2 separate regions of the Mus musculus genome follow, and region 1 is linked to region 2. Evidence: chromatin contacts called from public Hi-C data. All regions are on one chromosome and are shown on one strand. Each heading gives the region's core, a stretch centred on a gene start, on an enhancer-like site or on the middle of the called end of the contact. The rest is flanking DNA. Distances are from core to core; before and after follow the strand shown. Region 1 overlaps Rasgrp3 (RAS, guanyl releasing protein 3). Region 2 overlaps Ttc27 (tetratricopeptide repeat domain 27).

The links. Hi-C and Micro-C count contacts between places; a contact is called where the count stands out from the background.
Region 1: a Hi-C map of bone marrow-derived macrophages shows a contact between it and region 2, with 13 read pairs. The contact joins two enhancer-like sites. A contact is called at or near these places in 1 of 15 datasets of contacts at CTCF or cohesin (large pre-B cells), 1 of 484 Hi-C or Micro-C datasets (bone marrow-derived macrophages), 2 of 115 datasets of contacts at active chromatin or transcription factors (bone marrow-derived macrophages and pancreatic cancer cells) and 1 of 9 other capture datasets (macrophages).

What each region holds. Positions count from the first base shown.
Region 1 is chr17:75,458,903-75,464,068 of GRCm38.p6, reverse strand. The region is part of intron 1 of Rasgrp3 (RAS, guanyl releasing protein 3); the gene reads right to left. Among named protein-coding and RNA genes, the nearest start is that of Rasgrp3, 26 kb to the right of the region's middle. Within about 2 kb of position 2,233, at least 24 of the 459 cell types and tissues checked have an H3K27ac peak or open chromatin away from gene starts, as enhancers often do. A contact at or near this core is called in bone marrow-derived macrophages, where this site is marked.
Region 2 is chr17:74,806,453-74,811,529 of GRCm38.p6, reverse strand. The region is part of intron 13 of Ttc27 (tetratricopeptide repeat domain 27); the gene reads right to left. Among named protein-coding and RNA genes, the nearest start is that of Ttc27, 91 kb to the right of the region's middle. Within about 2 kb of position 3,014, at least 29 of the 459 cell types and tissues checked have an H3K27ac peak or open chromatin away from gene starts, as enhancers often do. A contact at or near this core is called in bone marrow-derived macrophages, where this site is marked.

The DNA of each region.
Region 1 (5,166 bases), core at 984-3,483, 650 kb before region 2:
CTTGAAGTACTCTTCTGACTTATTTATACTCCATGTTTACAGTAACAGAAACTTCTGGACCCAAGGGCAGATATCAGTCACTTCATCTGCAACCAACTAGGTCAATTATTCTGATAATCCATTATGTACCACAAGGTCAAGGAAAGAGAACCTTCTGGAAACTGTTCGGTGACCAACAAAGAAAACAATACAGAGATTCTTTGCCAATTCTACTTGCAGCCAAGGGCAGACCCAATGGTACTTATGAGGCAAAATGTCAACACAGAGAACAAGGCATTGTCCCTTTCTACTCTGGGTCTAGTCAGGTGACTGACGATAATGACATCATCTTCCAACCTTGCAAGGGAAAGAGCACTTTTCTAACCAACTTACCTACAGGTGCCCACCATTTTCATCAACTCCAAAGTCTTGCCTCTTTCTGACTCCCCGCCCACCTGTGATTTCCCCTGTGTATTGCACCTGTTCTAGGTCCTAACACCTGTCTCCCTTTCAGCTCACCTGTCTCCCTCTCAGCACACCTGTTTCCCTCTCAGCACTCTTGTCTCCCTCTCAGCACACCTGTCTCCCTCTCAGCACACCTGTCTCCCTCTCAGCACACCTGTTTCCCTCTCAGCACTCCTGTCTCCCTCTCAGCACATCTGTCTCCCTCTCAGCACATCTGTCTCCCACTCAGCACATCTGTCTCCCACTCAGCACACCTGTCTCCCTCTCAGCACACCTGTCTCCCTCTCAGCACACCTGTCTCCCTCTCAGCACACCTGTCTCCCTCTCAGCACACCTGTCTCCCTCTCAGCACACCTGTCTCACCATCTAGCTGTTTCCACTTGCTCCTGTGTCTTAACCACGATCTCTCTGATTCGTTGCTCTTACTATCACAGCTCAGTTTTTCTTTACAATTAAGTTTCTGGAGAAATACCTGTCTTCCTGTCTCAAATCTCATTAAAGGCTCAGTCTACTTGAGGACTAGCTTCTCCTGCGTCACAGATACTGCTTACTCCACATGGCTGTATGACATTTTTTTTTCTCCTATCTTACTTAACTTTTGGCTATATTTGATGCAACTGAATATGTGGTGCCAAAAATGTCCTGTGGCTTCCATGAAGTCTTGCTGCAGCTTCCTTCAGCCTTTCTACATAAACTACCTACCCTTAAATGTGAAAACCCTTTCTCTTCCATTCCTGTTTATAATATGTTTCATGCATGCTGAGTGACTTGCCTCTAAAATCCCCATTTATGACCTCAATGTCTCTTACATTTTACCTATGATTGAAGCCTCTTAGGGGCCATGGTGGTATCTTAGGCATTAGGCATTTCTATGTGTCCAGAAACTACTAGAACCTTGACGGGGACTATTTGCCACAATCCCCCTTTTGTTCTTTCTCTCTCTTTCACTCTCTCTGTTTCTCTTTCTTTCTCTCTGCTGATTTCAGGCATAAAACAATTGTTTTCATAACCTTAAAATTATTTTAATCATGATTAAATACTTTTATCATCATGAAAAGATTTCAACTCTGTTCATAAAACCCTAAACCATGATGAAGAATTTAAATATTTAAATGGTAAGATAATTTTTGTGTATAAACTATTACTCCATCATAGCCAAAGTAAAATCACAAATGTCAAAATGAGATAAAAGAAGAGAAGCATACAGATAAGTGATGGATACCTTTAATATAAAACAGTATTGACAAGTAGTAGCTGGGCAGAGGATAACAATAAATATTTCACAAGAGCAGAAGCCAAAATGACCAATATGCATGTGAAAAAATTCATCTTCCTTACAAAGGGCAAATTAAATAAAAATAAGATATCACTTGACAAACTTGACAAAAAATAATAATAATAATTCCCAATGTTAGAAGGTGTTTAGAAAACAGAAACTTCTCCAGTGTTCTCTCAAGAATATGGATAAGCCCAGTGGGGGTGGCGCACTCCTTTAACCCCAGCACTCAGGAGGCAGAGGCAGATATCTGAGTTTAAGGCCAATGCCAGTATTGTCTACTGAGCAAGTTCCAAGACAGCCAGGGCTATACAGAGAAACACTGTCTGGAGAGAAGGATAGGGAGGAGGAACAGGAGGAGGAGGGGGAAGGGGGAGAGGAAGGGGAGGATGTAGCTGGTACACCATGTGAGGAAGCTAATTTTGTAATTTGAAGCCAACACTCTTTACAATGTGATTTTCCTTTCACTCACCAGTTCCTGTTCTAAAATTATATTCAAAGGAAAGACTATGGATTGCATAACTATGTGGTTATTTCTTAGGGTACCCTTTAACCTCTGAGTGCCCAACAGGGCTGTATCAGTGACAATCCCTTCACAGCACTATTGCTATGCAATAATAAATAAATAATACATAATAATAAAAATAAATAATAAAAAAATAAATAATGTTCACATTTATTATTGACCTGGGAAATACTTGGTATTGAGTAAAAGTTTCTTCAGAATAATCTCATTTCCCAGGAATATATATGTGAACATAGGAGAAAACTCAAAACAAATACCAAAAATTTTAAGACTGTTTTCTGATTGTCTCTGAGAGTTAAATTCACATAGGGCCCTCAGCCCATTTCTCTTATTGTTTGTACACAATCTTTTTAAAGGTAACAGGGTAAACTGGGGCTGAGGATGTGGCTCAGTTGGTAGACTGCTTGCCTGAACTTGATCATGCCTGTAATCTTAGCACTTGGGAGGTTGCAGTAGGAGACACAGAAGTTCAAGGCTATCTTTGGCTACATGAGGAGTTCAAGGCCAGTCTAGGATACATGGCATTTGTCTCAAAAATAAATGAATGACCAAATGAATGAATGAAACAAAAGTACAGGGAGGGGAAGTCGTCTAGAAGATACTTATGTGCACTCGGTATTTACCCAATGAGGAGAAAGCCATTGGCAAGAAAAAGGGATTTAAAAAAGATAAAGATGAGGAAACCCTCAGAGTTCATTAACAAAGCTGGATACTTCTCAAGTCTCTCACTTGCAATCCCGAAGCAGAATACTTGGCAGGAACTTGCTAGAAGTGATGGAAGCAGCAGGTTGCATGGGCACGGAAAAGGAGAAAACAGTGGTCTGGCCTGAGCACCCCAGATTCCACTTCTAAGACTCCTTCTTGGGCTTTGCGCCTACACAAGGGACCCCCTTATAGAGAGATTCTCAAATGTCCCATCGCAGATCTTCGAACAGAAAGCACTGTCTTTCGGGCTACTCCCCGACTTGTGCCAGACTCCACACAGGCTGTTCTGCCTTGGTAACACACCACCTACTGTTGGCTTGAGGCACTGACACTAACATGCATGTGCCTTAAACCCACCCCTATTTCCCTATCCTTGCAGGGACTTTAGGTTCAGCATTGCTCCTCTCCATCCCCCCCCCACCCATTTTTGGAAACCGTCTCAGTTTTTCTTTTAGCTTCATTCTTTATCTAAAGATCTTGAGGGTTTGCAGGGTATGCAATGATACCCAGCTAGCTCAGTTGGTAGCACATGAGATGCTTAATCTCAGGGTCATGGGTTTGTGCCCCATGTTGGGCACCAGTTGTGGATCCAAGTTTTGCCCCACTACTGGGGTGTGAGAAACACTGCTGGGTGGACAAAACACAAAGATGTTGACTGTGTTTACCCTGCACCACTGCCTTTGGGTACTGGGCTTTAGGGAAGTATAGAGACACTGCTCAGGGGGGGTAGGAAAATGCAGCTCAGGATGTGGGAGGCTGAAGCTGGGGTTCCCTGACCACCCGGGTATCCAGTTGCCACTGGGGTGCCATACAAAGGAATCAGGAATGAATTCCTGGGGGTACACAGGCCGCAACAAGGCTAGGATGGGTTAATGGGGAACTCCAGCTTAGTCCATTTGTGATTGTCCTTAGCTTGGTGGCAGTTGTCTGGGGGCCTTCTGTGGGAGACTTAGGTTGCTGCTCTGTAGGAAAAGAAAGGTCTTCCTCATGCTTCCCATGGTGGTTTCAATGGAAGAGACAGTCCTTGGTTCCAAACTGTCTATTGATTGTTCATCATGAGAAATGGGTGCATACCACCTTCTCAGGGTGGACCAGAGATTAAATATCTTTTGAAGGATGGAATGTCTGGGAAGGGAAGCTTATTGACTAAACCCTCAGGGTCTCTAGATATCTCATTAGCAGGAAGAGAATTCTGTTTAGGTCACGTTTCCTATATGAAAGGTGTGGCACGTGTTCCAGGTCAGGAATCTAATAGGCAGTAGGGAGACGCCTACTGTATCAGGTGGGTGCCTGGGTGCCGGGGTCTCGGACCCACTCATCCTTACTAAGTTTCCTGCATGGTCTACTGTCCCACAGGGCAGTGGTACTGCCCCTGCTCCTCTTTCTCTACCCCTCCTTCCTTTCCTTTCAACTGTGTGAAATCAAAGAAAGTACCCAATCAGAGAGAACTCCTCTTAAGAGTTGTGCTAGCTACGTTCCTGTTCTAAAAAAGAAAGAATTGTTTTCTATGTGTTCAGAGTTGAGGGTTTTAGTTCCCCTCACTGCCCTTGCACAGAACAAGCTATGTCAAAAAATGATCAGAAATACAGCTTCTGCACACAAATCTACTAAAGGTCATCAAAACGAGACAAAAATCTCTGCTCTCAAGATGAATAGCTCTGTGGGAACAGAGAGAAACACATAGAACACCAAAGTAGAAGTAATTATGATAGCAATTATAATATGTTAATATGTGTATACTATGAAAACTTTAATACATTAACATATTATATAATTGTAATATGTAATATATAACCTGTTAACTACTGTACAAAAGGTTATAATAGATTAATATGCATACACTATGATAATTTTAACATGTTAACATACTATATAATTATAATATACATATATAATATGTAATTTATAACCTGTTAACTACAGTACAAAAGGTTTATTCCCCACTAACAAGCAGTCTAAGAAATAAGAATGTAAACCCAGATTATCTTTCTGACTCCAAAACCTACATATTACCCCCAACCTTAGTGGTTTGGTAGCCACAAAGTTTTCTTAGAAGTCAAACTTAGAAGAAAAGTTCTCTTGTTCATTTAGTTAAGCTTACTCACCTCCTAGCACAGCAATCTAGTTAACTTTATTACATTTGAGGTCTAATTATTAGCATATAAGATTAGCTTCCTTAGTTGGGCAGTGGCGGTGCACGCCTTTAACGTCAGCA
Region 2 (5,077 bases), core at 1,765-4,264:
GGAGGGGAGCATCAAAAGGGTCTTGCCAAAAATGGAAACAAGCACTTGGCAGAAAGGCTCTGTTGAGATTTCTATAGAGCTCACACATCTAGAGCAAGCCAGGAGGCCATTGCTATTGCTGGCCATGACCTATGGAAGCCAGAGTCCACTGTATGGGAGTCAATGCAAAAAACAAAAGCAAAACAACTGTTTATTTTAAATAATGTGATGCCTGTATTTAAATAATGATTGCTTAAATATTTTAAATAACTTAAAACAAAAAACAAAAACAAAACCACAAGTGGCTGGAATATGGCCCCCTAGCATCAGAGAGAGTATAACAGAAGTGAGCAGACGATGGCTGACTCAGGAGACTCTGAGCACCTGCGTGGCTTCAGCTGTAATACGCAACCTCAGAGACTCAGTTCCTGGATGTTAAGGGGGGGGGGGTGTTAAACCAGGCTATAATTCCAAGGCTCTGGGACTCCCCAGAAGTGATAGGGTTCTGAGGTACACTGGTGCCATCTAGTGGTGGGATAAATACATTGGTCATACAAGACAGTATTTGGAATCAGCAGATTTGAAGAGATATAAAGGGAGTCTATTCAATTAGAGGCCTTAGAAATCAATTCAAAAGAGGCCAAGAGAAAAACATGGTCTATAGAGGAAGTTTACTCAAAGCTTCATGATTACTAGTTTCTGGAGTGCAGTGTTGGGTAGTGAGGAGAGCAATTACAGCACTTTATAAACTTCAACACCAAAAATAGAAATTAGCCATCTAAGGCCACTAGAGAATGAGTAAAATTACTTTTATGACTAAAAAGATAACTTTACAGCACGAAGGAAACAGACAGAAATACCACTTGCTTGGATATCACAATTTCCTTTTGTTTTGTTTTGTTTTGTTTTCAAGACAGAGTTTCTCTGTGTAGTCCCGGCTGTCCTGGAACTCACTCTGTAGACCAGGCTGACCTTGAACTCAGAGATCTGCCTGCCTCTGCCTCCCAAGTGCTGGGATTAAAGGCGTGCACCACCACTGCCTCGCCAGTTTTCTGACTTGCTACCCAGAGTTCCTTCTTCCTAAGGGACTGGGGGGCTTGGGGGTGGGAATGGGGCGCTGTCCACATGAATAAACAAGTTCACAATTTCTGCTATGTCCCTTCGGGACCAACTGGTTGGCGTCTGTCTGTCACATGAACTAAAGGTTAACATAATCTAGCCCTAAAGGCACGCCCCGTTCTCTATCCTGTGCCTTCTTCCCTACCTCAGTCTCATGGCACAAATGAAAACAAGCTGTTGAATATAGTTCAACAAACAGGAAATACCCTTAGGCCAAATCCAAGATCACTGCCACCTCTGTTTGGTAGTGGCTTTCCCCAAGACATGCTCCATGCTCTTAAGTCGTGCATCACCATACTTGCACTCTAATATTCCCCTCACTGAAGGAGAACACTCTTTAACCTGTCAGTTTTACTGTCTCCCTAAGGGGATAGTTTCCTTAATTTTCCTTTTACTGTTGTAAAAGAATTCTACTATTGGTTGTTTAATGCTGTTTCTTGTTTGGATGTTTACAGCTATTCTGTTATTTGCCTCTTCTTTCCAGAAAACTTACACCACGTAAGTCATCTGCTCCCGAGACCTTCCCAGAAGGTTTATCTCCCTGTTGGCTACAGATAACGGGCAAGAGTGATTTCTCTCATCACCTTGCAGAGCAACAGGCGGGAGAGACAGTTGCACGTTTGCTGCAGAGAGCTGACTGCACCAGAACTGAGCTAGCCCATACGTATGCTGGCTCTGCTTTTCCGAGCAGTGGAGTGATTGCAGACTCGGCTTTCCACCTTATGCAGGCACAGAACAGACCGGCCTGTGCCATGCCTCTGGGGTTCCTAGGTCTCAGAACCAAGCAGGCATCAGGCAGGGTTTCCACCTTCCCCACTCTATCACGGCCCAGACGCTACCACAGGGTTCTTGGCAGCTGTAAAATTAAGCCTTAGGAGTTTCTTTCTTTTTTTTCCCTTCCTTCCTTTCTTTTTTTTTTCCTTCCTTCCTTTCTTTTTTTTATTGCTAGCCAATATGAGAAAGAAAGAAAAAGACTCTTTTTTTTCTGTACATATTATTCACATATGTCCATCCTGTCTGCTCTTTGAAAAGGGAACACCAACCTCCTTGAATTTTCTACCACAAGTAATAACTTTACGACAGAAATTATTGGGTCACATTTCAAATGTAGATACTTTATCCTTTCAAAAACTAAAATGAGTCAGGCATAGTGTCACATGCCATAAACCCAGTGTTAGGGAGGCTGAAGCAGAAAAATGACAAGCTCAAAGCCAACCTAGCCTACACAGTAAGATCCTGCCTCAAAACAAAAACCACTAAAAGGACAGGCAACATTTGCCCTGTACATAAGGGTGAGTATGGCCCAGGCCTTGGGATGAACCATGATTCAAAGGTCTGACTCACAGGGAGAGCTCAGGAGATTCACTGGGCACCCTGTGCCAGACAGCTCCAATCTTACAACTTTATTCTGCTTCTTCCAATAGCCCAGTGACTCTTTGTTGACGGGAAACAACGTCTACGCTAACAGCTGAAGGTATTCAGGACGCTCTAGACTTGGCCTTGGCCAATATGGCACTGTGTCCTCCACAATCTCCTACAGAGGTCAAACCGAGAAGTTAAGAGCTCTGAAGCTAGGGCAAATGTCCAGGCTGAATATCAACTCCTGTCTTCATCAACTACAGCGGCTGGTACAAACTGACACTTCTAATTCTTCATCTATAAAGTTAGTAAAAACATTAAGGATCTTGGTGATTGTGCCGCTGGCTAAGAGTATCTACAGAGTGCTTAAAAGTCAGTACCTGAAGCCTGGTCATATGTAAAACTCCTTGCTGTGTTACTATTAGGATAGAATAGAATAAAGTCAGAACTCTACAGTCACCAAGAATCTTTGCTTTCTAAATGACTGGTGTTTGCACATGCAGAATATATTATTCCCAGAAGACATGCCCCCAGTTTCACTTCTGTGAATCTAACCCTTCTTTAAGTGCTCAGTGAAAATCACTTCTCCATCAGGCCTTTCCTGACCATCCATTGTTGCTTCATTCGCCTCTAGGCAGCAAAAGCACACTGCCCATTTATTCTACCACTGCTCACAGGGGACTCACACCTCTCCTCTCCCCACTGACACACAAAAAACAAAGGATTGCAAGCCTGCATCTTAACAAGCTTTTGCATCTCTCAATACTGCTAAAGGAATCCACGTTACATCCTAGCTTAGATCATCAGTGCTTTAAAAAGCTCCAGTCTCAGGAAAGCATTAGTCCCGTTGACTGCCCCCTACCACTCAGCACTGCCACTGGCTTCCCTTCACCTTTGTCCACCAGTGTTTCACTTCTGCCTGCAATAAAACAAGGCCGTCTAGTATCTCTTTACTTAGCTGTCTATTCTCGGTTCAGCACTGCATTTGACCACCATCTCCCTAGGAAGCAGGTTACTGATAGTAATCTGCTGTCTCACCGCACCCACTCTTCAGTCCTCAGAGTCTGTTTTTGATCGTCACCAGCAGGCTTCAAGCCAGGGACCAGTTCTTGGCTTTCTATGAATGTTATAGCATTTGGCATCACCCTGATAGTTTCATTTCTATGATCCCTTCCCTTAGTTCTTTCCCCTCTGGCCAATGTGCTGTGTTGACCCGAGTATATTCCATTTCATTTGTATTTCTGGCAGTGTCCTTCTCCTACCTTCCTCCAGTCACTGGAGATGTCCAGAGTACAGGGCTCGGTCTCATATTCTAAGCTGGTACAATGTTCTCTAAGACATTTGCTTACTACTGCAGTTTCAATTTAAGTCCGAGGAGCAGCATCTGCATGCTCTATACAATGGCTTTTCACTCAGGCTTTTAGCTCTAAGGGACTGTCAGCTATCTTTGCTTTAACACAGCACCGTCACCTCCTATTTAACACCCAAAACCATATCACATCTCCTGCAAAAAGGTACTTTCCCTTCTTCCTGAATTTCCTGTGGCTAATTTAAGAGACATCTGAGTCAGGAGATGTTGCTGCGTAGTATAATGTATAGTTGCCATGTGCCAACACTCGGGTTCAATCCCCCTGTACTACACACAGACACAGACACAGACACAGACACAGACACAGACACAGACACAGACACACATACACACACAGCATCTGGCATTCACACTGGTTCCAAGGCTTCCTTCAATCATGCCAATCCAAGGGTAAACTCGAAAATTTTCCTTTGTAGCAAACCTCAACCTATTCTTGCTCCTTCCTGCTCCTGCTCCTTCCTGCTCCTTCCTGCTCCTGCTCACAGCTGAAGTCACAGTTAAACTTTCAACAATACTATGTGTGCCGTCATTTACACAAAATCACAATAGAGTCCCCTACCCGTAGAGTTAGATAACCCTAAAGCAGGGCCTTAAGTGGTTCACAAACTGGTTCTCCTTTTGTTCTTTTCCAGCACAAGCTCTTTGCTCTCTGCTCATAGGCTGGCCCAGCTAATGCATGCCACATCTGCACCTGCTCTATGGCAGGCCATTGATACTGTTTAGTCACATAACTACGTAACCACCTATCCAAGCAACCACCTTTCCGAAAAGACAAAGAATACTAAAACAATTTCAAATTGATGATTTTTAAAAAGCATATCTATTAACTATTTAGCAGTTGTTGATTTTATCATGTTGGGGGATTTAAAGACTACTGTATTTAAAAACCCCAAATCAAATATCTATCAAGTATGTTGGTTCAAATATAATCCAGGACTCAGGAGGCCGAGGCAAGAGGACTGTGAATTCTGGACCATTTTGGGAGACAAAGTGAGTCAGTATCTCATCATACTGCCACCACCACTATTAGCAACAACACAGAAGCCGCTTACCAGGAAATACATGAAGCAAAATGGCATCTTATTGTGTGCAATTTGTGTCCTCTAAAACAAGTAACTTCATCGTCAATATCTGTCTAGCATACATGAATTTATAGCAGCACTTAGAAATGTTAGATTTGTCCCATGACAGATGGAATTTTATCCAGAATTTTAATACCTTTTATCCAGAATGTTTGAATAGATCAAAACC